Regions from separate parts of the Rattus norvegicus genome. Here region 1 is linked to region 2. The links are chromatin contacts, called in public Hi-C maps. All regions are on one chromosome and are shown on one strand. Each heading gives the region's core, a stretch centred on a gene start, on an enhancer-like site or on the middle of the called end of the contact. The rest is flanking DNA. Distances are from core to core; before and after follow the strand shown.

Region 1 (2,700 bases), core at 95-2,594, 68 kb before region 2:
CAGAAACAACGCCAGTTTGCAGATGATCCCCACCCCTAACCCGGCTCTCTCCTGCTCCAACCCAGTTACAGAGGCCCTGGCTCCCATGCTTCTCTCTGCAGGAGGTTGTGTGTTGTACAATGGACAAAGAAGAATGCGCTGTCACAGCTCACGTCCTAAGAGACGCTGTGGTAGACACATACTTTACACAGCTCTGATTTTTCATGTTTTTATTATTGTGGTGTGCATGAATATATATGAGTATGGTATGTGTGTGCACCTGTGTGTCTGCATGCATGCGTGGTACATGTGGAGATTTAGAAAACAAGTCTGTGGAGTTGTTTCTCTCCTTCTACCTTTATGGGGGTTCTGGGTATCGAACTCGTCTAGACCACCAGGCTTGCACAGCGAGTGGCTTTATTTACTGAACCACATGGTCAGTCAGTTTTAACCTACAAGCTGCTTCCTTTCCTTGCTTCTATTTGGGGGAGGGGCTGTACAGCTGGGGTCAGACAAGACAGGCGAGGCATCAATATTCAGTATGCTCTGTTCCCACAGGGCTCAGAAAGACCAGGAACTGACCAGTCACTCTCAGCTCTCAAAGTTTAATGAAATTTTGCTTAATGATTCTCTCAGGTCAACCCACTGCTTCCTTGGCTGTCCTTAGCCATTTGACCTTCTAAGCCAACTTTTGACACATCTGAGCCTCAGAGTTAGTTATGTACCCTAGAGGGAGTAGACCTAACTTTTCTGGCCACTCTAGATTTTGCTGCTTGTACAAAGTTCCCCACTCAGCAACAGAGCACAATGCTTGCCTTGCAATGACCATGTGCTGCCTGCGCCCCAGGCCTCACTGCTCAGCTTATGCTCATTCTGAACTGTAAAACAGCATCTGAGCTCCTGGGTGAGCCAGTGGATGTCAGGTGTGGCCCAACAGCCCAGTGACGTCACTGGTAGAGACAGGGAGATCTCCATTAGTGGCAGGCTCTGCTCTCACGGGCTCCTGGCGACCTTCACAGCATCTCCTGGAGTCAGGATGGAAACACCGGCCCTTGGGAGTTAGACAGGCTTCCTGCAGAAGGCATTTGTCCCGGCCCTGAGAACTGTAGGACTGAGCCTGGAGCCCTGTGGAGGACAGAGGGACAGCACACAAGAGCAGGCCTGCAACATGGCTAATTAATTACCAAATTGGGGGCAGAGAGGAGAGTTCACAGGGGCCTAGAGCCCAGGAGAACCTAGGCATGTAATTAACAGTTGAAAAGTTCTAGTCAATTCTCAGAGTTCCAAGAACATTAAAAGCATACATAATGCTGCAGGGAGGGAAGCAGCCGCCGCCCCAGGGCCAATCGCCTCTCCAGCAGCGGCAGGGCTGCTCCCCTGCTCCCAGGACTGTTTGTTCCATTACACAATCTCCTGAAGCCATTTAGAGAGAGCTCAAACAACTGCCTGTACCAACGCGACACATGGCTTCCCATTCCGACTCTTTGCTAATCCAGACGCTGCAGCCATCTTTCTTTAAGATGCCATATGGTTGGCAGAAGCCTGCAGATCTAGCAGCACATCTGCTCTGCCTTGCTCCTTCCCTTGCTCCACCCCCAACAAAGGAGGGCTAGGGAGGCAGCCCATGAGGAGGGCTCCCGTGCCCCTGCCCGGCTGGAGCTCCTCTCACACACTGTAGCACAGCAAAGCTTTTAAGGGATGACTAGGAACTATTTGGGGGTCCACCATTTTTAACATTGGGGCATGGTGATTTTCTTTTCTTTTTTCTTCTTTTTGGTCTACTGATGATCTAAAAACAAGATTTGAAAAATAAAACATAGAATCTTGTTTCCCCCAAATTTGATTATTTTAAAGCCGGTTCTGAATGGTCTCCTGTGATTCTTGCAATGCAGTCTTCTACCAGAGAGCCTCCACCCTTGCTTGAGTAGTTTCTTTTTGGTCAAGGAAGACAGACTCACTGAGGGAGGAACAGATCCTGAGCTGGCTTTGTTAGCTAGCATAGCGGCTGTATGCTAATGAGGCAGCTCCACAAGGGGCTTTTTTGGTGTGATGAGCAGAGACTGTTGACACTGTTGAAATCCTGGCTCTCCTGGCCTGTGAGTCCATGGGCTGTCTCCTTGGAATCTGGCCCCCAGTGAGACAGTCTATTCAACTGTCTGATGACTGAAACCTGGCTCTCTCTAACTCTGAACAGTTTGAGGGTGGGGGAGAGGGTAGAAAATAGTCTATCAGGCCCATGGTCAAAAAGACATCAGTGAAACCGACAGAGTTCTTCTGCACAGATACATAAGACAGATAGATCCTTGGGGACAAAGGCCATAATGAACAGAGTCCTGAGAAGTGCGGGTGAGGGGTACAGTGACACTCAGCACATGGGGCTGCCCCCACTGCCACATGAGGAGCAAACTAAATGTCTGACCTCCTCGTAATTTGGTTTGCACCTTGTGTTGGTTAACCACACGCCATTCTTCATGTCTGTGGGAATGTGGTAAAGTCAGAAAGGAAGTGACTATCCTGCTGCGGCCAAAGACGGAGAGCAGGGGAGGGGAGAGACACGCCTTGGATGCTGCACATGCTGTCTGAAGCATGACTTTCCTTGTCCAGAGACCATGACAGACAGATTCTCATTTCAGTTTGACAGAGGAGGAGACTTATGTTTGGAAGGAGGGAAGGAAACAACATCAAGGAAAAGCCTTTAGCAAACTTCTATAGGTAGGAAGT
Region 2 (2,700 bases), core at 187-2,686:
CATCAGCAAAGGACGACTTCAGGAAGGAATAGACCGATGGCTTTCCCTCTCAAGACAAAGACTAAGACTAGAAAAGAGGAAGCACCATATTTAACAAAGTACTCTCTGTAGCCTTAATTCATCAACGCTATAACCTTGCCAAAGGAGGCTAGCTAGAGGACTGGACCGTGCCCTCAGCTGCCCTCAAGTTTTCTAGACTAAGCATTGTGATGATTGATTATTGTTATTATTTTTATTGTTATTATTATTACTATTATTATTACTATTTTACATGACTTCGTTTTAAAGCATTGAGGTCTCTGAACAGACAGAAGCACAGTCTCTATCTCTAATTTCCAGAACTCTGTGTTAACGGGATTTTACATATCCGTGCATCTCAACAAGCCTCAGCTACTCTTTGTAGGAAATGAAGGGCAGTTGACAGAACAAGGACACGTCAAAATCAAGCCAAGCCAGCCTGCTGAAGCACACGGGATTGATCCGCTTCTGGAAGGCAGGCAAGGGCCACCCGCTCACCAGCCTCCAGCCTCTACATGTGCCACTAGGACATGGCACTTTGTTTTCCATGTCATGTACCAAATATTAGTACATTTGTACAAAGTTACCCTTCGGCCTCTGGGTCCATTCTTTTAGTAAATCTTTTAGTCAGAAACAGGCTCTGATAAAGACAGCAAAGTTTTCAAGGCTGGCTCTTAGAGTACCTTCTCTGGAGAAGGAATCCCTCCTAGACCTCAAAACACAAGCAACCCATTTTTTCTTTCCTTGTAAACCCCAGGACGTGAGAAAGATACTCAGTTCTCTCCATGGTGATAGAAGTGTGCTTGCTAGAGGCCATACTGAGCCACTGTGGAACGTCGATTCCACTTAGCTAGATGTCTACCTGACAGGCTGCTCCAAAATGTTGCTTTAACCCATGACTTAATACTTGCTCTGAGCTGAAACTGACTGCATTCCACCCCAGCCCCAGTGCGGGCTTACACGGTCTGGACAGCAGTGTGTTTCCCATGAGGCTGACTTCGGTCTGGGTCAGGTCACTGAGGAGACCAAAACATTTCCCAGCCTCTTAAACCATCTCAAGATTCTTACGAAGCTTGCTGTCTTGGATTTATCAATCAATGACTCACTGTGTAATAAGCAAGTGGTTATCAAATAAAAAAGGAGCACTGTCTGACAACTGACCTACTAACCAAACCCAGGGAGGAGGGAGGTGGTGGGTGAGGATATTAGACACCATTAAACTGATGACTTGTTTCCTTCCCTCCATTTATCTACCGTAGGAGGGAGGACAGAACTTCCTCTCAGAAGCGCTCTGACTTGGGAGCATTATTCTAGCACACACTGCTGCCTTCCCTTCCATTTTCACTGAACTTCATGCTCCTTGTTGTTGAGTCAGGCAAGCAGTGTGGGTAAGCTTTCTCGGTTCCCTCTGGGCTTCTTCAGGAAATGAGCTGGCTGCTGCCGCCACCATGCTCCAGGCTGTGGGCCTGAGTGGCAGGGGAGAAGGGAGCGTCCCCAGTGTCGATTTTCAGTGCACACACATTTGGGCATTGCAGAACTGAGGGGAGCGAGCCAGGAACATTGAACAGAACCTGCAGACACACATTGGCTGGCAGCCGCTAACTCAAGCCTCTGCCCCGGGCCACGCCGAGACCAGGGTGTCGCGCCTGCCAGACAGGTGGAGAGCCCATGCACAGGCAGTGTGGTGTCCACCAGAGCCTCTGTTTTCCTGGCTCCTTGACAGCCTACTTTCCCCGATACTGGGTGGGGGAGAAAAAGAGGATGCAATTTATAACAGCACCAAGGCCATCTATTTTGAGCCTTGAAGATGTTGGTTGCACATATATTCATTTAAAATTATTTTTGACACGTTCTCTGCTTAATTTATTCATGAAAGGAGTACAAGAGAGGGAAAATGAGCTTAACTTTTAAATGGAAACTTTAGGTTAAAAATTCTTGAATAAAACTCAAGTGGAAAAAACTGAAGTTAACCATGCAACATAAAGAAACACACTGATGCTACAGGTCTTCTTCAAATGCAGAAGCAGGGCGCAGAGCTGGGACCTAAGCTAATTAACAGATGCTATTTCCTTCTCCCTTTCCTCCCTTAACGGTAAAGAGCAGAGGTAAATTTATGCTAAACACCTGATGTCATGCTTGGTGATGGGGGGCTGAAAATAAAGAGAGGGCTTGATTCTGGCCTCTGAGCTTAGATTTTACAACCTTCCAAGTCTACATAGCTCTAAATTATGGGGTTTTTAAAAAACTTGTTTGTTTTTATACATGTGTGTGTGTGTGTGTGTGTGTGTGTGTGTGTGTGTGTGTGATTGTAGCATCTAATGGCCATCTTCAAGCCCTCCTTTTCTTTCCCTTCCTCGTTGTACTTCCAAACTTCCCCTTACAGGACTCATCCTCTTCATATATTTAGGAATGTTCTCCATGGAACTCCATGTTAGCCCTGACACACAGAGCATCTCAAACTGCTTATAATTAACCAGGTTTGTTTGAACTCCTGATCACTTATAAAGCACTAGTTTTATAAACATTTGATACACTAAAAGTTATGCACACTAATTAAACTGCTTATCAATTAAAAAAAACACCCACTCAAGTTTTAAAGATCGCACTCATTACCACTGTTGCCATTTGAATTTACATGGGTGCTATGGTTATGTGTAGCTCAGTGGTCACTGTGTACACAGC

The links. Hi-C and Micro-C count contacts between places; a contact is called where the count stands out from the background.
Region 1: a Hi-C map of frontal cortex shows a contact between it and region 2, with 1.9 times the contacts expected there. The contact joins two enhancer-like sites. A contact is called at or near these places in 2 of 12 Hi-C or Micro-C datasets (frontal cortex and prefrontal cortex).

Annotation. Positions count from the first base shown.
Region 1 is chr13:91,448,980-91,451,679 of GRCr8, reverse strand. The region is part of intron 16 of Sdccag8 (SHH signaling and ciliogenesis regulator SDCCAG8); the gene reads right to left. Among named protein-coding and RNA genes, the nearest start is that of Sdccag8, 160 kb to the right of the region's middle. Within about 2 kb of position 1,344, at least 25 of the 93 cell types and tissues checked have an H3K27ac peak or open chromatin away from gene starts, as enhancers often do.
Region 2 is chr13:91,380,782-91,383,481 of GRCr8, reverse strand. The region is part of intron 13 of Sdccag8 (SHH signaling and ciliogenesis regulator SDCCAG8); the gene reads right to left. Among named protein-coding and RNA genes, the nearest start is that of Sdccag8, 95 kb to the right of the region's middle. Within about 2 kb of position 1,436, at least 30 of the 93 cell types and tissues checked have an H3K27ac peak or open chromatin away from gene starts, as enhancers often do.